Regions from separate parts of the Mus musculus genome. Here all the other regions are linked to region 2. A link is a contact called in public HiChIP or PLAC-seq data. All regions are on one chromosome and are shown on one strand. The core of a region is the stretch at or near the end of the contact, and the rest is flanking DNA. Distances in the headings are between cores, read along the strand shown. Region 1 has its middle 3.5 kb from the start of Gm35130. Region 2 holds the start of Llph (LLP homolog, long-term synaptic facilitation (Aplysia)). Region 3 has its middle 49 kb from the start of Gm34952. Region 4 has its middle 9.6 kb from the start of Gm35062. Region 5 has its middle 20 kb from the start of 4930471E19Rik. Region 6 has its middle 24 kb from the start of Gm34952.

Region 1 (3,563 bases), core at 655-3,154, 500 kb after region 2:
AGAACCGAGGATCTAGGTTAGCCCAGAGTTCCCAGCGCTCTGAAACTTCTGTTCCAGGATAAGAACTACAGAAAGATCTCGGAGTCAGTTAGTTGAGCAAATTAACTTTGTGGCTATTTCTGGTGAAAAGAAAAACAAAACAAAACAAAAATCCTTTATCTTAAAAGGCACAGAAGACTACAAGTCCTCCTCACTTTACCCTCCTATCCCTTCATACCTGACAGGCGGCAATTTTGTTTGCATTAAAATGGCATCTTCCAAGAGGACCTATGAACCTGAAACAAATGTTGTTTAATTTGCCATTCATTAGGGGTGTATTGGGATTGATTTATTGCACCCTTATGACCCTACGTCTTTGGAACAGCATTCCTGCACGATTAAACTGGGAAAGGGTTCAGGCAGGAGTTGCAGGGATCAGCAAAGGAGGCTATGGTGATGCTGAGAATTGCTGTGTATCTGTAACCCAAAGAGAACACAGAACAGTTGAGCTTTGAAGGCATGTGAGCCAGACAAGAGTGTGTAAGTCTTTTGACCCAGGTTTGCCAAGTCTCTCCTAAGGGATGTGGCCCTCACAAGCCACTGTGATCCAGCTTGTAGATTGTTGAGTTCTCTCTCTCTCTCTCTCTCTCTCTCTCTCTCTCTCTCTCTCTCTCTCTCTCCCCTCCCCTCCCCTCCCCTCCCCTCCCCCATCCCTGCCCCCAGGAACCCTGCTCTTTCTGCTAACTATACCACAGCCAGAGAAACATGGAGGTAGATACTGATTAGAGATGTGCGCTAGAGAGAAAAATATGCCTCCTGGCAGAATCAGAAAATGGTCAAATTAAACAAAACAAAGCCAAAAAAAAAAAAACCAAAAAAAACCAAACCAAACAAAACAAACAAACAAACAAGCAAAAACAAATTGCCAAACGAAAAAAAAAAATTGCCGAACGCTGAGAATTGAGGCAACAGCAATTCCCGCCGGGCACTGGGATCCATTCTCTGTCTTGTGCGAGGCACAAGTCTAATTACAGCTCTTATGAGGAAAGATGACAGTGTTTTATTTTATCTTATTTTGTTTTGTTCTTTATGTGTAAACAAACCAGTCAAGGGCTGGTAAGCCTCAGCCAGCTGGCATTTATTTGTTTTTATCTCCTACTGTGATTCACCTTGTTTTAATTGACTTCCAAGAAAACATTCGGGGATAGGGAGTGGGGGGGGGCACTTCGTGGTTGTGGCTGTAGCTAAATACACACGTTTACCTGAAGCCGGAGTCAGGGAGGGAGGACACAGTGCCTTCAATTCCCTACCCAACTTCCTTCCAATCCTATCACCTTAGGCTATCCTGCCAGAGTCCGTGGGGCTGGCTTGGAGAGAACTTGGGGTTACGATGGAAGACCTTGTGCGCCTGCGCCTTCTGTGAGCGCTAAAATGCTGGGTCTCCCTGGGAGCAGCTATCCCCGGGTCTGACAGCTCCTACCCAGAGTCCTCTCAGACTCCCACCCCAAACTGGCATTTGTCGGGTGTCTAGCAAGTATCCTGGCTTTGGTTTTCCCATTGAAACCCAACGGCTATATAAGTGAAGAGGAATGTGGAGGCGGGGGCAGAGGAGGTCTGCAAGGTGATCGTATTCTGTCGTTTGGGGGGACGTTAGGAAGTCCCTTTTCAAATTTTCTCCCCACAGAGGCTGGGCATCCTACCACTTGTGAGGGAACTGGCTTCCCTAAGAATGTTAGGATTATTAACATAGCTTAGGAAATGAGTCCCTAGAGGTTCACCATGGGCTTGATCGCACAGAATGGCTGCTGTGAGAGGCAGCCTGCTTGCGAATCAAGGGCTGGAGATGCTCTAGAGGATAACGTGCTGTCTCTCCCTAAAGAATCTGGAGTGTGCTTCCCGGAGTGAGCAGCAGGAAGTCTGACTGACCTACATGAAGCATCCAAACAGAGTTAATGATTCATTCAACTGCTCTCTCAGACGTTCACTAGCCAGAGGTCTGAAACTTAATTTTTTTTTTTTAATAGAAACTGACACCTGCGGTTTAAGAATTCCCTTATAGCCTTTGGGATAAAAAATCTTGGCTTCCCATTTTAATTCAAAGACAAGGTGAGAGGCTTTCCTTGTAAGAGGAGCCAGCAAGGAACACTCTCTGGCTCCTTCTGTTAGGGGGCCTTGCCCTCCTCCCAAGCTCTGCGGCCTGGGTACCTTTGATGTCCAGGCTGCCTCCGACCTCATCTCAGCAGGATGCTCTCCTTGATCCCTTCCAACCTCCCCACCCAAGGTCCTCCTGAGTGTGGGAAAGTGGGTGGAGCAGAGTAGCGCATCTGAGGTCTCTCAGCCTGCAGGGCTTTCGGAGTGAGGGGCCAGGTCAGCAGGAAGGTGCAAAAGGATGGAGTGGAGACGGAAAGACAGAAAAGATGGAATGGACAGAGCCAAGGGCCCAGCCAGAGCTTCCCACGGCACTCACCACAAGGTACTGGCTGTATTTGGTGTGGTCTCCGACCCCCAGTTCCATCCCATTTACAACTGCTTAAACAGCCCTGTATCCAACCAGCTCATGACAGCTGTTTTGACCTGTGGAGACGACTCTGGATGGTGATGGATAGGCGGATAGACTTGCTGGGTATGGCTGCATATGCAGCCAACTGCCCACTCCGATTTAAGCTTTATCCTTCTACCGTTCCTGGTGTAATCCCCACACTCTGCCACCCCTCGAGCCTTCTTGTCTTTATAATCTCTGTCTTGTTTGTTCTATGCCATTCAAGGAGCTACAACACCTTTGGCTTCCTAATGCTCTTTCCACATCCAAACTTCATCCTCTCTCTGCCATTGGCTTTGAAGATGTCCTCATCTCTCTGGTAAATAGTACTACATGTACAGCCCCCCACTCCACCCCACCCCCGGCTTTCTGGATTTCAGCAGAATTAACCTGAAAGTTTATCTTAAACGAAAACAATTAACTAGTACTCAGTGAATGGTGGCTCTGAGAATTGATAATCAATACGTATTCTATAATGTCCTTTGGTTGGTATGTTTCTTCTGTAAGTGACAGGCAAGTGTGAAGGGGCTAAAATAATGGAGGTGCCAAAAGGCATCATTTTCTTTAAAAGGTAGTTACTGAGTCTGCCTAGTTTTGTGTCAGCCACTTCATTGAGAGCCTTAGAGCCTGGGCTGTTCACTAAAGTTCCCAGATGTTTGCTTTGACTTTCTAAAGAGGACAGTAAAGACTGGGCACATGGCATGAGTGGATCACAAGACACTGCCAGTTTCAACAGGGGATGGAGCTGGGAAAGGTGGTGATCTTTCTAACAGTTTCCAAAGTGCCGAGAAAAAGCCATGGGAAGAACAGAAGAGCTACAGAGATTTTTCAGAAAGGTGTGTGGAATAGGAAGGAGCCTGAGGGAAGAGCAGGAAGTCTGGAGCTTGGGGTCTCAGAAACCATCTCTACACTCATGGGCCCTGAGGGAAATGCCACCTGCCCAGCCCACGTGAAAATTCCACACGGAAGGCCTTTGCTTCTGAGTTAGCTCTGAGGCCTGGCGCATCGTTGTGACTCTGAAAGCACACCATAAGCTTTTGGCATA
Region 2 (3,171 bases), core at 147-2,646:
TTTTCCTGGGTTAAAAATCTCAGTGCTTGCTCCACTATATGCATGGTTTCTTCAAAAAGACACAGCTCTTCTAGCAATTAAACAGGGATTTTATAAGTCATCACTTATAAAGGGGGCTGGAGACCTGGTTCAGTGGTTAAGAGCACCTCTTGCTCTTGCAGAAGACCTGGGTTCAGTTCTGTGGTGATTTGGATATGCTTGGCTCATGGGAAGTGGCAATATTGGGAGGTGAGGCCTCATTGGAATAGGTGTGACTTTATTGGATGAAGTGTGTCACTGTGTAGGTGGGCTTTAAGGTCCCTAGTGCTCAAGCTCCAGCCAGTTCAGAAGAGAACCTCTGGCTGCCTTCAGATCTGGGCTTCTCCAGCGCCATGTCTGCCTGCATGCTGTCATGCTTCCTGCTATGACGACAATGGACTGAACCTCTGAAACTGTGAGCCAGTCCCAAATAAATGTTTTACTTTTTAAGAGTTGCTTTGGTTATGGTGTCTTCACAGTAATGGAAGTAAAACTAAGTAAAACTGGTTCCCAGCACCCCTGTGGTGACTCACAACCAACTGTAAATCCAGTTCAAGGGATGAGATGGCCTCTTCTGGCCTCTTCTGGTACCAGGCACACATGTGGTACACATACATGCTTGAATGTGGTGATCTGTTGAAAACACTGTTTCCAGGTAAGTCTGGGTAGTTAACGTTTGTTGCCTAATCACCCACTGAAGATCAATGAATGAGGTACTATCTAGGCCCTAAGACACTCTTCTTATCTTTCACAAGTGTTAAAGAGACTTGCGTATCGCCCATAGCTTGTGCAATATTAGAAGCACATGCAAAAACCACACCTTTTTTTGTAAACTCATTCACCCTAGGTTAGCTTTGTCTCAGGTATGTAATAGTTTGGACAGATCAACATTGGTTGAAATAGCTTGTTTTACCCTTTAAATTCGTGGGGATAAGGAAAGATTATTCTGTTGGGTGACACTTTGAAATATAACTGGCATGCAGTCGACGTGACGTATTTAAGTTGTACAATTTGATACATCCTCACAGCCGCGTACCTCCTAGGATCCTCAGCCGAAATGAGAAAATTTCTAGACTGCAATTAAACAAAAACAAAACTCAGAAAGGGCTCCAGGATGATCAGAGCTGAGCAATCCCTTTGGTATCCTTTCTCGTGAGGCTGTCACAGACAGGGCCCCCGGCCAGGCTTGGCCCATCCAAGGCTTTGAGATGCTTTGATTTATAATTTGCCACTCCCGACAGGAAATTCCTTAAACTTTCTCCTGTAGGTGTAGGGGTCAGCCAAAGCCTCGGGATGACAGAGACAGCTGGTTGACCACGCCTCCCCAAAGACCACGCCTCTCAAGGATCCCGGCATGCTGTGCGCTGGCCCCTGAACGGAAGCCGGAAGCGCCTGTACTTCCGGTTGGCGTCCCACGCGTGGTGCGCGGTGTTGTCTCTCAGGTGAGTTGCGTGGGCTTTGGACTCAACTCCGCGGCGTGAAGGACTGGCTCGGACCCTGCCTCCGCGGCGAGACCTGACCGCATCCTCGCTCGGTGCGGGGCTCGGGAGGGCGAGGCTCGGGGTCCCGCACACGGACCACTGGTGATTGCTGACGCTCAGGGGACCTCACCCAGCCACCCCACGGTTCTCGTGACCTGTACGGTGTGCAGCAGAGCGGTGGCCCCGGGGGATCCGGCTCAGCCCCGCAGTCCGCAGACGGGGACGGTAGCTCCGGGTTGAAGCCGAACTTGGTAGAAAGGAGCTGACAGGAGTCGGAGGATCAGAGCGAGCCTTAGGGAGAGCCATTTCCAGACCTAGATCGGAGATGTGACGGTCCTGAAGTGGGCGTTGTGCGGACTGGAGCTTGCGTGCGTGTGGGGCTAGAGAGTAAGTCGGAGGCCCGAGAGGAGCGGGATGAGCTTTGATACACGAGGGGAGGAGTCTTTAAAAGGCAGGGAGCTATGGTTTAAGCTGTTAAAAGTTCACACTAAAGATGTGGTGACGGATATTGGATAAGAACAGCGCAATAGGTGATTTTAAGGCGGAGCTGTTCGCTTTCTGTGTCTACTATGCATAGCTGCTCTTTGAGAACGGCTTGAATTAACGACTTGTTCCTACTTAAAGGGGCCTGACGTGTCCGGACTTAGTCCTTTCATGCTCTGCGCTGATTATTACATAAGCTAAGCATGAGGGCACAGCACAACTTCTCTTCCATCTGTCCCAGTTCTGAAGAGAAGGCTGCTTGGCCACGTCCTTGCCAGTCAAGGGTGTGAGCAGTAAACCTTTTGTTTGTGTTTCTGTTCACCGCCAGGTGAAGCATGGCTAAAAGCCTGCGGAGTAAGTGGAAGAGGAAGATGCGGGCCGAGAAGAGAAAGAAGAATGCGCCAAGGGAGCTCAACAGACTGAAGAGTATCCTCAGAGTGGACGGGGATGCTCTAATGAAAGACGTTGAGGAGATAGCAACCGTGGTGGTAGCCAAACCTCGCCAGGAGAAAATGCAGTGTGAGGAAGGGCGGTGTGACGGCGCAGATGAGGAAAAGGGTGAGCCTCGGTCTTCATTTACATGGTTTTTCTAAAAAATGATCCACTTTTCTCTTAGGGGTCGGTCTCTCTCTGTCTTTTTAAAGCCGTCTTCTACCCATTCTACTTGTCCCTAGTGTCAAGTCCAAAAGAAACTGGGGACAAATGGCTAGCTGTGGAGCTTATTAGATAATAAAGTACATGCTGGCACCCTGGTTCCTCTCAGCTCCTCCCCCCAACCCCCAAGTGTCTCCACTTCACAAGCCTCCCTCTCACTCCCATATAACACTGCCGTCTCGGCCGTGCTTCTCTCGGCTCCTGGATCCTCTCGTTCCTCTCAGTCGCCTTTACCCCACTTCTCTTCCTCTCTTGCCTCCCCAACCCCCACCCCACTTTCTCTCCTCTCATGGCCTGGTTCAGTCCACTGGCGATGTTTTGTCTTCTTTCTCTCCTGCTCTGGACTCTTCTGACTGTACCTTCCCTCATTTCGACAGTAAACACTTCCTCTTCAATCACACTTGGAGCTGTCCTGTGCTCACTGTATGCACCTCACATACCTGGTGTGTTCACGTCTTTATCCTTTGGAAGCTTACGTTTCTTTTAGAGACTGTGCTAAGCTGTTTCACAGTCAGTGTTTGTGAATAGCATCGCT
Region 3 (3,504 bases), core at 31-2,530, 350 kb after region 2:
TTAAGTTCATGTTGGTCTGCTTCATCCTATCAAGGAGTGCATATGACTTCAAAGTGCCCCACTATTGTGATGTATTTAGCCATGTCCCTGACTGACCCCATTTGTCTTCGCAGACGTCCTTCTCATTCATTCATTCACCAAACTTTAAACATCACTCCCGGCATGTCAAACATGCAGTGCGCCTGAAAATTCAAAATTGACGCTGTCTGTGCTCTGCTGGCCTTACCATCAAGCAGACATACTTGAGATATGGTTGTATAGACACGGTGATGAAATAGAAGACAATGAAAGCCACCTTAAATCCTGCCGAGTCCGCAGCAGGGGGTGGGTAGTAGGATAGGAGTAAATAAATAAATAACCAGCTTGCCACAGCAGATCAACACTGCACCAGGAGCATAAACAAAGAGCCACAGGAGTCCAGAGGGGCAAGCCGGTTCCCAGCAGGGCTTTCCTGCCTGGGTCCAGGCCGAAGTCACCAGACCAATCTTTCCACAGCAAGCCTTTGATCAGGTCTCAGCTCTGCTTGCAAACCTCCTGTGACCCTTGGTGGCCTGGCCTCTTCCCCCATCTGCTGCAGAAATTACTGCGGTGACATCACTGTCTCTCACTAGAATGGGGGCCATTGTGATATGGTCCCAAAGCGCTCTGGGATTGCTATTACAAGTCCAGGGTGTGAGTTCTGTCTCTGTCACTTTTTCCTTGGGTGATAATGGCCAATCTACCAAAACTCTGAGATTTACAGTCCTCACCTGTTAGCCGTTGACACTGTGCAGCTCATACATTTGGTACAAGGATTAAATCAGATGGTACAGGTGACAAAAATTTAAATGTAAATTATTTTACAAGTATCATATTAATTTACATATATAAATATTAATATATATATACATGTGTATATATATACATATATATTCCACAACCTATTTGATCATGAATTTACAAATATGCTTATATGCTTATCAGTAGCAGTTACACCTACACACACACAAATGGAGGCTATGGATCTGTTTTAGATTCTGAAAAGTTGGTAGGAAATTGAGAAGAAAATGGGGGAAAAGCTTCCTAGTCTTACGGAATTCTGTGAAAACAAGATAAGGTTTTGTTTGTTTGTTTTGTTTTGTTTTGTTTTGTTTTGTTTTTAAAGCCTACAGTGTGCTTGTAAAACTGCAAATTATCCCATATGCCTACTAAGCAGAGAAGCTGGTAACCACACAGAATAGGCCTGGCCAGTGAGTCACCGGGCTAGGAGTGTAGAGGGATGTAGAGATCAGAGACGGTCGGTTTCTCAGCTTCCTGAGAGATGAACTGATTGACTGGCAGGAGGCTGGTGAGGAACTGTGACTACATTGGGTCTCAGGAACTGGGGACCAGGAAATCAGCTGCCTTGCTGATACTTTGGACCAAGGTAACAGAAACCCGTTAGTGAGGTTAGTGAGGTTTTCCAGGAGGGGGAAAAAATGAGGATTTTTCATTTGATGGTGTTATGGGGTTGAGTGTATAAGCCCACTGAGGAAGGGACTAGGCAGAGCTGGGGGACATCCTTCATCCGCCTGGGATACAGTGGAAGAGAACACAGGAGGCCCAGTTCTGAAGTTGAACCAGATGAGGAAGCAGCAGCTGGGGAAGGGAGCCCCCCCCCACCCCAATTTCTCATAGGGCCCTAAGCTAAAACACTATCTAGGGATAAAAAGTGCACCCAGAAAAAAATTCATAGTGAAAACTAGACTTGGAGGAGAAGTCTTCCAGGAACAAACAGGTTTCAAGATCCCGAATGTTAGAAACAATAGGCTTGCTGATTATAATTTACTCTCAGCTGCCCTTACAGTTCATAAAAGAGTCCCTTCAAAGGCTTTGGCTTCGAAACTTTATTAGCCATGTTTCAGCAACTGTACGTCCTTGAAAGGGACCCAGATGCACTTCTGTGCAAATAATCTTCGATTCAGACATTTTACCAGCCCAAGCCCACTTTGATTTCTAATATGTTCGAATAAACAAGGCTATGCCACAGAGCTAATCTGTTTCCCAAGGATTTAGAAGTTGGAAACCAACCGTAAAGTAGATTCCTTTAGAAAACCCCAGTCTTCTGCAGCCAGATGTCTCTCGGAGCCTTTGACCAAGGAAAGCCTCCATTTGTGCTCCTCCCCAAAGGAAACGGAATCTCTCCCCATTGTCAAAACTAATCCAAGTTTCTGTATTTCATGTGGGTTTCCTCCATTCTGTCTTAGAATACACCAGCATCTCCACTGAGAACAGCAACCGAATACAGTTCCTCTTAAAGTGGTTTTTGGAGAGATGAGAACCTGTGGTGGAAATCAATTCTCTTAATATGGCATCAGTCAGCACAGAGAAAACAAAACAAAACAAAACTCCAAAAACGAATGGTATTAACCCCCCCAGTTTCAATGTGTACAATGTTTTAGCCACCTTTCAAATACTTTCCCAGAATGCTTTAGATGTTTGCAACATTTTAAAGGGCTTAGATTTTTGTCTTATGACTTTTCAGAATTAAAATTATATTATCGAACCATTTTGAAATTTTGCTACGATATGTACTGTCATGGAATAAATAGTTCAGACTCTGAATGCGTTACATAGTCAGATCGCTACGTTCAAAACCAACAAACACGTCTGATGGGAGTCGGAAAGGCAAACCCGGGGTGCGGAATCCCTCAGCATATGGAATGGAGTGTCGAGAAATTGATAGGCTTCCTGACCAGTTCATTTTCTAGCAACTGAGACTAATAGCCAATGTCTTTCTTTCTTTTTTCTTTTTTAAAGAAAAATGAAAACAGTTTCCTCTTTGGTCTAGCTGAGCCTGCTGAGGATAAAAAATGTCGGAATGAATGTGTGGCCTGTCGGAGGCACAGAACCCTCTATCTTTATTCCATATGTTCTGAAGTGAAGCCTGATGGGATTTCAGATCGTGGCCGAGATAGGAGAGGATGGGGCAACACTCCTGAACAAAAAAAAAAAAGCTGAGCTTCGAAATCCAAATCTCAGATTCGGGTCAAGTTCGCTGAGAGGTTTGCCGAGGCTGGTGGACCTCTGGGTGAACTTGCCTGGAGCCCTGAACTAGATAAGGGCAGATTTCAAATGAACCCAACATGAGTTATGGTTTCAGGTGCTGATCACGTGGTACGGTTCCTGCTGTGTTTCTGTTTCAGCTAAGGGTGAAGATCCACATGAGGTAAAAACGTGTGTCTCTTCCCAACTTTTTGTGAGTCACTCACAAACAGAACACATTAACCCTCAGCAGCTGGAGCTGGTGAAGTTCTTAGAAGAAGCAGGCTCAGCCATCGGGAGCGTCACTTCCACCCAGTGGGGGCTTCTGGGATCTGGAGACAGGGTGGAGGCAGGCATGATCTGAATATGTTTTATGTGGGTGTGGGCTTACTTCATCCCATGGCTAAGTTGGAATTTGTGCTGAGGGCTTTAAACAAAAGCTAAGCACTGGGTAGACAGGCTTCATAACCTTGTAACTGGCCGGAAGCATGGTCTACTTTT
Region 4 (3,213 bases), core at 424-2,923, 450 kb after region 2:
ACTATGGGTGCACTACAACCCCCACTGCCTGCATTCACTCCTTCTCTTGTTAGCATTGGATTCTTTAAAAAATATTCCCCCTGAAATGCCTCACTAAATACACTTTCTTGACACTGCACTTAGCAAAAGTTTAATTGATTGTCTTTTCGGAGAAAATGCACATGACATTCAAAAGCTGTGAGAGGGATTTGGAGTGGGTAGATGTGAGAAAATGTTTTTTTTTTTTTTCCTGTCAGAGGGAAACATTCAAAGAGGTGTGTGGAGTGTCTTTATCTTGTCTCGTCGAAGGGGCACTAAAAACAAATGAGTAAGTTCTACCTTCACCTTCCCTCTGCTGGAACCTGGGGGGACAAGTACCATGCAGTAGTCAAATCTGGGTAAGGGTAGACGTCAATGTGAACAGGGTCACATCATCCTCGGAACATCAATCCTTGGGTAGCAATGTGTTACATCACTGAGAGTGAGGAAAGAGTGGTGGCTTTGTGTGACCAGCTTTCCGCTGACTGTCTTCACAGCTGCCCTTAAACTCATCTTGCTTCAGCCTCTTGGGTGCTGAGGATTATAGTTATCTATCTATCTATCTATCTATCTATCTATCTATCTATCTATGAGTTCACATGGTGCTGGGAATCACCAGGGGAAAGGCCTAACACTTGATTTTGCAGACTTGTGGAGCGGCATCCCACAAACAAGACAGCTCAAGGGTTCCTTTGTGAATTCTCTTTGTCTCTTTCTACTCCTTCAGAAAAAGGAAAACTCTAGTTTCATTTCAGCACATGCCCGAGAAGTTCTGTGTCTCAGCAGGCAATAGATGTAATGGTTAGTGGATTGATTTGTGAGGTATTTAAACAAAAACTGGCTTTATTACTGAAAATCTGAGAAGCCCTCGTCCTTCCAGGTGGAGAGAGGATCTGCCTGCCTGTGGTTGCCCATGCTTGAGTCCCCAGCCCTGCCTCACCTCTCCCTTGACTCTCTCAGCCCTTTACAAGCCCAGGTCCCTGTGGCAGATCAGATGTAGCTTCTTTGCTGACCACCCCATTGCCATCCTGTTTCCAAGGAGGACAGGTTTGTGTCGGTAGTCACCCTCTTTTTCCTCCCCACTTTGCCAAAGTTTTAGCCAACTATGCCAATTGTCCTGTATTTCCATGACTTCAGACCTTAAACATTTGAACCCACAGTGGAGAATTCCTTTTGAGCGCTTTCTGAAGAACTCAGTTTATAGTCTCCTCCTCTCTCCCCCCACCCCCCAAGCCAGCTCACTGGGGCAATGATTTCCTCAAAGAATTCCAACAAATTAGTTAAGCACTGCTCCCCTTCCCGGAGTGACGTCAGCTGTCTTTAATCAAGCTTGCTTGTCCAACTGTTCCCTATTTGATACCTTCAAGCAGTCAGGATGTTTCCTTCGACTAACACCGCGGCGCAGCTTCTCATACTCTGCAGAGTCACAGCTCTCTGTGGATAACAGGTCAGGGATGCGATGCATCTGACATGGGGACTCCATCCCAGCTTCTTTTTATAGGAAGAGACCTTTCCCACTAAACCCAGAGCTAAACGCTTTAAATCGGAATCACGAAGGGCGGCATCTCAGAGTCTTCCCTCCGGAAGTTGTTAGTATTACCTTTACATATTTGAGCTTCTCAATGATGTAATCCCAGGACCATGCAGTCCCTATGCTAATTGTAACTGGTATTTACTCTGTGGTAGTAGTGCCAAGTCTTGACTTAAGAAGTCAAGAGGTTACACTATACAGATGCGCAATTAGATAGCTATGAAACATTTGCCTGAAGGCTTTGATAGTTTAATGTTTTCCATTAGACTCGTACACAGATATGTGTATTCTTATAGATATGTATATTTTAGAATACATGTGTGTCTCTGCAACACCTCATGTGTGGCCATGATAGCCATCACATAAACTTCTTCATTTTTCCAAACCCTGGGATACAATTTCAAACCACATATAAACGGACTTTATACTGCACATATGCGCCACACAGGGCCCTACCACACAGATGGTATCATTATTTCCACACGGACTGATTCATAGTCTAAACCCAGAAAAGGATCTCCAAGAAAAGATGTTTTAAGACCAAGTTTCCAAAAGGAAACCCTTCAAGAGAATGTCCAGCATAGCTCTGATACTTTGCAGGGGCGGGAGGGGAGGGGCAGGCAAGGCAGAAGGCCCCCAAACTAGAACCAAAACCAAACAAAAGGAGCAGCATTAAAAAGTTCTGTGATGATGGGGGGGGGGGGAATGCTATAAACTTTTTACTATGACTTGTTTGGAAAGAGCTTGCTTAACAAATGCAGCCATCTTCTATTGAAACGCAAGGCAGTAAAATGTTTTATGGTGTACTATCACAGTACCACGATGTGGATAGAATGGTTATTCAATCAAATCTTGGAAAAGAATAGCTTGTGTTTGCTCTTCGAGGAAAGCCAGCCCTTGAAAAGAGACAGGGAAGGGGGTGGGAGGAAGAGGGAGAGAGGGAGGAAAAGAAACTTTCTATAGAGTCTTGGGAATGGGAAATTGTCTGGAAATTGTCAACTGAAGAATGGGGACAAAAAGAGATGCGAGCGCTTGTCCTAGAGAAGAGGAGGAAAGAGGGTGCCAGGGAGGGAAATGAGGGCTGTTTTCACATAAGGGCAATTATGCAGCAGAGTTGTTCATTGTAGAGTTACGATGTGAAGCTGGAAAAGAACAGAAGTGGAGCCAACGGGTAAACATTGGAGGGAAGAGGTGGACGTGTCTCAATAAAGACCATTCTGCATGATGGCTTCACTACAAAGGAATGGCCTATGCCATGACCGAGGGCTCTGAGCCTGAAGCTCAGTCAGAGGCTTTCTCGCCATCCAGTGCTCACCCTGACAAAAAGCCTTTAGATAATCGGAGGTTTATGCCTACCGGGTCTTGGAAGCCCCAATTCCATTCTTCCCCCTGAACCGTTTATCTGTCCTCAAGCCATGATAACTGTCCTTACCAAAGGACCCAACCACAGGACCCACAGATCATGGGTGTGATCTGCAGAGCTGTCTGCCAAAACCAACCCCTCATGAGCTGATTATCTCAGGTGTTAGTGACAGGAAGCTGACTAACACAGGCAGGAGGTGAGGGTTCCCACCTTGAACGGACCCCAATGAGGGGACCTGAGAGATTCTGACTGTGTTTGGGTGTCCACAAGCCTAAGACTTGCTTAAAACTCCAAACCAGCA
Region 5 (3,368 bases), core at 821-3,320, 390 kb after region 2:
GGAGGAGGAGGAGGAGAAGAAGAAGAAGAAGAAGAAGAAGAAGAAGAAGAAGAAAGAAGAAGAAGAAGAAGAAGAAGAAGAAGAAGAAGAAGAAGAAGAAGAAGAAGAAGAAGAAGAAGAAGAAGAAATATTTTAAAAATCTAAAACAAAAAAAATCTGATGTCATTTGACAGAGTTATAATGGTTACCACACTGAGTAGATCAACAGCAGAACCAAACTTTGCAGTCCTAATTGCTTTGTACAGGATGTAGGTATCCTTGGATGTACGTATCCTTAAGTTAGTCTTTAGACAACGGGAAACAGTTACCGTCCTAGAAGACTGGCAAGTCCAGCTTTGTTGACAACCCATTGGAGCTACTACCAGGTGGTTAGTGCCCACCTCTGAGTCACACAGTTCAAAACCTAGCAGTCTCAAGAAACAGTCAACAGCTCTTATCCCACCCTCAGGTGCATGCTGGATGGGGAAGCCAAGGGCTCTATGTCCTCCTGTTTGTATTAATTCAGTTCAGGAATGTCCATTTGAAAGGAATTGATGAAGTGGACTTGGGTATTTGGAAACCACTCCATACCTCATCTGACCACTAAGACCAAGACACTGACTTCTGACTGGGCTTTCCACGTTGTTTTCTCACAGGCATGTAAAACATTAAGATGTCTACTTTCGTCCCTAATGGACTCCTCCTCCTGTGTTTCCTATCTTAGGGGACAGAACACTGTCATGTCAGGTAACCAAGACTGAAGAAGTAAACTCTCTGTCTTCTGTAAACCCTTATGCAATCTGCGTATCTATTCATCCTGGGAGATATGCCCTGAAGAGGTGTATTCTAGATCTTGACACCAAGCGGTACACAAACGCTGTTCCCCTAGGGAACGTGCATTCTAGTCAGGGCAGGCAATACATGCAATAAGCTTGGCAAAGCAGCGGGATGGGTAGAAAAACCATGTAGGGGAGATAGGGAGTTCGGACTTTAAAAGTCTGTAAGCTGCTGGTCAAGGGACTTTGAGAAAGGGGTTTAAAAGGTAAAGAATGAAACGAATGAGTATCTGCAGGAGGCGTGTGACAGAGAGGGAACATGGTAGAGGCCTTGAGTGCATTTCAGGCATAGTCAAGGGAGCATGTGGCTGGAGCAGAGAGCAGAAGGAAAAGCCAGAGAGGTGCTGGGGGTAGATCGTGCAAGGCTGTACAGCTGGGGGTAGATCGTGCAAGGCTGTATAGCTGGTGGGTAGATCGTGCAAGGCTGTATAGCTGGGGTGGGGGGGGGGGGATAGATAGTGCAAGACTGTAATGCTGGGGGTAGAAGCGGGTGAGAATCATCCCAAACTGAGAGGGCATGAACATGCCTCAAGGAAACAGAGAGATCTGGATGTTAAATCAAAATGGGGACCACACTTTGAATATTAAAATGAAAGAGTCAGCCAAGCAAAAGCAAAGACTGGGTCTCAGGTTGGCACAGAGGCACATCTAGTTCTTGGCTTCCCTTCCCATCTTAGCCTGCATCATCTCCTACAAATCTTATAGCCTGAGCTTCATCTACGCTGAACTTGCCAAGTTCCCTGCTGACTGGGTCAGTGGGGCTCAGGGTACACATCCCACAGAGGGTCAGCTTCAGCAAAGTGTGGCTTTAGCCTGGAAAACAACAACAAAACCAAAGGATTGACTGGAATCTATTAATCTACTGAGGCCAAGAGGGGAACATTTAAAATAAGGTCTTTAAAAAAAGAAAAAAGTGTTGAAGCCTAGAGCAGTCTATGCATAATTCTGCAGAAAGCCAGGAAGAGATGACCTCAGAAAATGTTCACTCAAAGCTCTGACTCCATTTCCTGTGTGTTCTCTCATCCTATTAGGAATCAGAACAGCTGGGTGTCTTTATTACTGAGATTTAAAAGCCACATTTAGGAGACCCCCTCCCAGAAGAGCACATGAGTCAGGTGATGAGCCACTCACGAGTCATAGGAAACAGGCAGCGTTGAAAATTTAACACACACACACAACTCTCCCCCACCCCCAAACCCACAGAAACTATCCACAGCTTCCTGTCACAGGAGATGTGACTCACGTCTCTGGAGGGGTACACATACCTTATTATAGTGGCGGAAGAAAACGTGTCTCCATCAGATGTCTCCCCCAACACCCTCTGCACAGAGCAGTTCTTTGGTGAAAATCCTTTGAAACTTACAAAGTAATTTCTGTCTTTGTGGTTGGGCCATATTGCTATGGTTTGTTCTCACCACAATGACTCTTAATTTAAGGAGCAAAATGACGGCAATAAATCCTTTAACTATATTCAGCTGAATACAGAGTCAAGTTGGGGATGAATGGAAAGAGAAGGCCCTTGGCTGACCTAGCCTGTGGACCTCCCAGAAACTGCTCCCACACTCCAGGGACGCCCCAGCAGGCACACAGAGAAAAGGGTCCCAAGCTGGCATCTTTGGTTCCAGTGGATTCCTTTCTCCTATAAATGAACTTTTTTTTTTCCTTGACTGTAGATAAGGGGGTTAGAAATGAGGGAAGGAGGATGGAAGGAAGAGGGGATTACAAAATACTTGGCATTGATTTGAATCTGAAGCAAAGAAGTTTGAATTAAATGCACCCACAAACTTGCAGAGCATAGTTGTTGATTTTGTTCTTAAATGAAGAGCAAGACGGAGCGAGTGGCGGGGAGCCGTGGTGACCTCATTTCCGAACTCACTAAATTATTCAGTAACAAGAATTAGAGGGGGAAATAGAGATAGAATACAGACAAAGGAGAGAGGTGGATGAAATGTCAGCAAGGATATTGGAAAAGTTCATAAACGGATCATACTATTAACTGTCTGCCTAAAAAATTCTATAATATAAATCTATAAACAATATACATATATATGTGTATATATGTATATACACACACACACAAATATAGATGTGTATATATTTTTCATCTGGGCTAACAATGCTCTTTCCAAGAGCCAAAGACCACCTCCACCTAAGGAAACCCCCACATCAGGCTTTAGAAGACCTCTTTTGAGTTGTTGGTCAGGATTATCTGAGGCATTCCCAAAACTCTATGGACTATTGTTATTTTCCTTGGATGCCCTCCAGATGTGGGAGGTAAATCTCTCCTCTTGGTGTCTTGCTATAGACACCATGCACAGGCCCCTAAACTGGAACTGACCCGAATGGTTCTTCCTAAGGGCTAGCCTTCTTGGCACCAGAAGGCACCATGCCAGCTTCCACAGGAGAGAAAGAGCCAGCAATTTTATCCAACTACAGCGCCTATGGACCACAGCAGTGACCTGTGTGGCACAATAACCCTAGGGGAGCATCCTTACTTTGGAGGTAACAGGTCTGTAATTAGACTTAAGACCCCCTCAAGAGGAGGGAATCTTG
Region 6 (3,249 bases), core at 68-2,567, 320 kb after region 2:
CTAATAACTTATTTTGCTGTTTTATTTTGGTTTTTTGTTTGTTTTTTTGTTTTGTTTTGGGTTTTCTGTTTGTTTGTTTGTTTGTTTGTTTGTTTGTTTGTTTGTTTTAGACAGGGTCTCTCTAGTTTTGTTCTGGAACTCAATATGTAACCCAAACTAGCCTTAAACTCATGATCTGCCTGACTCTGGCTCCTAGTGGCTGGGATGAAAGGCACATAGCACCATGTCCAGCTGGGATGATCCTAAGTTAGTCTTTTCTCTTTTGCTGCAACAACAACAACACAACAAAATACCCCAGGCTGGGTATTTTATAGAGAAATAAGGGTTATTTGACTAAAAGTTATGAAAACTGAAATCCCAAGATCAGGCAACTTCTTTGGTTTGGGCTCTGAGGAGCCTTAAGCTCGTCACCTCATGGACGGCTGAAAGGAAACGCACGTGGGAGAGGGAGCAGTTATATGATGACATAGGAAGCTAGACAAGATCAGGACCACAACTCATCTCGTCAGAACTAACCAGGGTTCCACAAGAACCACCTTAACCTAGCAGGTTTTGAGACTGGTGTCCCAAAGACCTAATTACCTCCAGGTAGGGTCTGCGTACCCCCATCCACATTGGTACCGTAAGGCCCAGGCACCACTGGACGACAAATCCTGTGTAAGGCAGAGCAGTTGATGTCTTCCACCTTTGAGCAATTCCTGTCCAGTTTGCTCTCTTGCTCACAGCTCAGACTTTCATACCAGAAGATCACCAATGATTCCTCAGAGTGAGGAAACATTGTTAGGGTGGAGAAAGCTGTGAGCCTGAGTTGTTTAGTGGCAGTCTCAGGGCTTCTGTGTTCTCCCTTGTATGTATAATATGTATCTTAGTGCTGCCGACTAAGTTTAACCTATTCCTTTTAAAGGACTCGAAGTTATGCTGAGACACGCCCCCTCCCCGTAACCCCCCCTCCCCCATCTTTTCTTGGAGTGTTTTACCTACAGAAAACCACAGCCAATCAAAATGCTGAACTGTGGAGCACAGCCTTAATATTTTTAAGTGTGTGAAAAAGAATGTTTAGAGAGCCTCATGCAAAAAGCTGTTTCGCTTGAACTCAACATCTCCAAACACACAGCCACAGTTAGTTATGCACCGGGAACACACCATCACCCTCCCCGAAATCTCACACTGTAGTTGATTATAAGTATAAATCAATACATGTACCCCGCAGATCGATGGCGAAGAGCCTTAACGATTCCCGCAAAGCCGCCTTTATAGAGTGGAGGAGAATACACAGCTGACAGGGAACCGCTGGGTTATGGCGACCACCCAGGTGGTGCCAGAAGTTGGAAGTAACCCTCCTCCCCCCTGCCCTCCATCAACGCAGCTCAGAACGAATTGGCTTTTCAGGAATGCTGAGAGAAAAGGAAAAGCCGGCCAAATCTTCCCGGCAGAAGTAGTTCCGATCCGGGGATTAGAGTCTGTCAATTAGGGGTGTCCGAATGGGACGGAGGGAAGAAAGAAGGAAGTGCTGCTTAAGTGTCAGGGGAGACTCTTATTTATTTTTATTTTGATTTGATTTTATTTTATTTTTAGGAGGGGGAGCAAGCGCTGGGAACGATTTTTCTTATTCTGCTTGGAAAGGAGTCAGTCCTGATCCAGATTTCCTTCCGGAAGAAACGAATCAAGGACCTTGCTGGCGGAGGGTTGGGAATGGGGGTGGGGGACAACCCTAGGTGGCCCGAGCGTGGTACGGCCTTGTCAGAGGCTATTGTACGGCTAGACCCAAGGCCGTTTCGGTACCCACGCAGCCACTTGCAGGACCGAGCGTGTCTGGATGAGCCAACTGGCCTCCCTCCGCGCCGAGCGCCCCAGCCGTCTGCTCTGCGCACGGGGTCAGGGGGCCCGCGCCGGCAGGGGCGCCTTTGAAGTCTCGGCAGCAGACTGGGTGGGAGATGGATGACCTAGGAGGGACAGGGACGAAGGGGCCCAGCCTGGTTCCCACGATCCGCGGCTCGAGGGGCCACCGCGCAATGCGGGCCGTTGCTGGGGCAGAATGAGAATGAGAGCACGTGGGTGATCTCGGAAAATGCGCGCGCGGGGATATGATCCCTAAATGTGAGCCAGGAGATTTAGCGCATGACGAACCCTAGGGAACGCACAGAAGGCGGCCACCACCGGGAGGGAGGAGGCTGTGACTCTAGGTAGCCTCGGTGAGAGTGAAGGTGGTGTACGTAAGAGGACCCGGAGTAGGATGGAGAGTGTCCTACTGGTTAGGGGGTGGGGTAGGTGTACGTCAGGAGAGGGGACCCGGCAGCGTGCGGGCTCCATGCTGCTGTGCAGATCGGTGTAGCCGTGGGTGCAAGCAGAGAAAAGGCGACCCCGACAGAGGCACGGGGCCCCTGGCCTGGACCGCTGGGCGGCGTCTGCGGAGCATCTGAGCTCAGCCTCCGGGAGCGGGGTTGGAGGGACTAGTTGCAGAGCAGCGACGCCAATGAAGTTGGTAACTTTTTCCCAAAGAGGAAAAAGAAACCGCCAAACAAGGGTCCCCTAGAAGGGTGGGAGCAGTGGCCCAGTTGCCGATAGACTCCACCCCCTCCAGACTCCGCCCCCCTCAGACTGAGGGGCGCCCGGCCTGCAGCCAATGGGCAAATCTACGTTAGGCGTGACTTTGTGGTTCGACCTGAGCCAGGCATGGAGCTGGCTGGTTTCACCTAGTCCAGACTTTGGGTCTGGAGAGAGCTGAAGGTGCTGACTGGCAAGTCAGGGAGCCTGCATCCTCCCGTGGCTTCCTCCAGCCTTTTTGGACATAGATCATAATCTGCCCAGAGACATGTTAGGTAGAGATTACATGCTAAAGGTTCTCCTGAGAGAGAAGAAGCAGTGTTCTCTCTTGCCCTAACTTACTTCTCAAGAGCTCCTCATGTAAGTTTACAAACACATCTGTTCAAAACGGTCAAATATTTGTTGACCTAGAAGTGAAAGTGACACAGAAGGGAAGAGATTCGGGATCTTGGAGGGACAGGATGAGATGAACAAGAAAGGGTTCTGAAGGTCGCCTAAATCATAGCCCCCTTACATTGTGTTTTCCTCTTCATGTTCAGGATGTGATCTTGGGGTGCAAGGTAATTTGGATTCCCTAAGTTATGGTGGTGAGGAACAGAGTATCGAAATGAAGGAAGAGAATAACGGAACAAGTTGCAATAGTAAAAACAAAAAGATGTTTAAGCGGATACATGGTAGGGGGACATTCACAAAGTCACTTTCTGT

The links. HiChIP or PLAC-seq counts read pairs in DNA pulled down with a chosen protein or histone mark.
Region 1: a contact with region 2 is called in an H3K27ac HiChIP or PLAC-seq map of embryonic fibroblasts, with 8 times the contacts expected there. The contact joins the enhancer-like site here to the promoter of Llph in region 2. A contact is called at or near these places in 11 of 39 promoter capture datasets (the 3T3-L1 cell line, 3T3-L1-derived adipocytes, the HPC-7 cell line and 7 more), 1 of 15 datasets of contacts at CTCF or cohesin (the NIH/3T3 cell line), 15 of 115 datasets of contacts at active chromatin or transcription factors (bone marrow-derived macrophages, craniofacial prominence, differentiating embryonic stem cells and 9 more) and 2 of 9 other capture datasets (liver and pancreatic islet).
Region 3: a contact with region 2 is called in an H3K4me3 HiChIP or PLAC-seq map of bone marrow-derived macrophages, with 2.5 times the contacts expected there. The contact joins the enhancer-like site here to the promoter of Llph in region 2. A contact is called at or near these places in 6 of 39 promoter capture datasets (3T3-L1-derived adipocytes, embryonic stem cells, frontonasal cranial neural crest and 2 more), 3 of 484 Hi-C or Micro-C datasets (embryonic stem cells and palatal mesenchyme), 7 of 115 datasets of contacts at active chromatin or transcription factors (bone marrow-derived macrophages, embryonic limb bud, embryonic stem cells and 1 more) and 1 of 9 other capture datasets (embryonic stem cells).
Region 4: a contact with region 2 is called in an H3K4me3 HiChIP or PLAC-seq map of stem cell-derived neural progenitor cells, with 4 times the contacts expected there. The contact joins the enhancer-like site here to the promoter of Llph in region 2. A contact is called at or near these places in 4 of 39 promoter capture datasets (cranial neural crest, liver, maxillary cranial neural crest and 1 more), 3 of 484 Hi-C or Micro-C datasets (embryonic limb bud, embryonic stem cells and nephron progenitors), 17 of 115 datasets of contacts at active chromatin or transcription factors (acute myeloid leukemia, astrocytes, bone marrow-derived macrophages and 10 more) and 2 of 9 other capture datasets (embryonic stem cells and liver).
Region 5: a contact with region 2 is called in an H3K4me3 HiChIP or PLAC-seq map of bone marrow-derived macrophages, with 3 times the contacts expected there. The contact joins the enhancer-like site here to the promoter of Llph in region 2. A contact is called at or near these places in 5 of 39 promoter capture datasets (cranial neural crest, frontonasal cranial neural crest, maxillary cranial neural crest and 2 more), 5 of 115 datasets of contacts at active chromatin or transcription factors (bone marrow-derived macrophages, embryonic limb bud, embryonic stem cells and 2 more) and 1 of 9 other capture datasets (embryonic stem cells).
Region 6: a contact with region 2 is called in an H3K4me3 HiChIP or PLAC-seq map of embryonic stem cells, with 6 times the contacts expected there. The contact joins the enhancer-like site here to the promoter of Llph in region 2. A contact is called at or near these places in 4 of 39 promoter capture datasets (embryonic stem cells, frontonasal cranial neural crest, maxillary cranial neural crest and 1 more), 3 of 484 Hi-C or Micro-C datasets (embryonic stem cells and palatal mesenchyme) and 9 of 115 datasets of contacts at active chromatin or transcription factors (bone marrow-derived macrophages, embryonic hindbrain, embryonic limb bud and 2 more).

Annotation. Positions count from the first base shown.
Region 1 is chr10:120,720,772-120,724,334 of GRCm38.p6, forward strand. No RefSeq gene overlaps it. Among named protein-coding and RNA genes, the nearest start is that of Gm35130, 3.5 kb to the left of the region's middle. Within about 2 kb of position 1,905, at least 23 of the 459 cell types and tissues checked have an H3K27ac peak or open chromatin away from gene starts, as enhancers often do. A contact at or near this core is called in embryonic fibroblasts, where this site is marked.
Region 2 is chr10:120,225,664-120,228,834 of GRCm38.p6, forward strand. It overlaps Llph (LLP homolog, long-term synaptic facilitation (Aplysia)), which reads left to right and starts at 1,397. Exons shown (of 3, transcript NM_025431.2): 1 at 1,397-1,460; 2 at 2,311-2,540. The coding sequence starts at 2,318.
Region 3 is chr10:120,575,816-120,579,319 of GRCm38.p6, forward strand. No RefSeq gene overlaps it. Among named protein-coding and RNA genes, the nearest start is that of Gm34952, 49 kb to the left of the region's middle. Within about 2 kb of position 1,281, at least 33 of the 459 cell types and tissues checked have an H3K27ac peak or open chromatin away from gene starts, as enhancers often do. A contact at or near this core is called in bone marrow-derived macrophages, where this site is marked.
Region 4 is chr10:120,677,193-120,680,405 of GRCm38.p6, forward strand. No RefSeq gene overlaps it. Among named protein-coding and RNA genes, the nearest start is that of Gm35062, 9.6 kb to the right of the region's middle. Within about 2 kb of position 1,674, at least 5 of the 459 cell types and tissues checked have an H3K27ac peak or open chromatin away from gene starts, as enhancers often do.
Region 5 is chr10:120,614,796-120,618,163 of GRCm38.p6, forward strand. No RefSeq gene overlaps it. Among named protein-coding and RNA genes, the nearest start is that of 4930471E19Rik, 20 kb to the right of the region's middle. Within about 2 kb of position 2,071, at least 112 of the 459 cell types and tissues checked have an H3K27ac peak or open chromatin away from gene starts, as enhancers often do. A contact at or near this core is called in bone marrow-derived macrophages and memory CD8 T cells, where this site is marked.
Region 6 is chr10:120,550,719-120,553,967 of GRCm38.p6, forward strand. No RefSeq gene overlaps it. Among named protein-coding and RNA genes, the nearest start is that of Gm34952, 24 kb to the left of the region's middle. RefSeq lists an enhancer at 1,240-2,879. Within about 2 kb of position 1,318, at least 93 of the 459 cell types and tissues checked have an H3K27ac peak or open chromatin away from gene starts, as enhancers often do. A contact at or near this core is called in bone marrow-derived macrophages, embryonic limb bud, embryonic stem cells and 2 more, where this site is marked.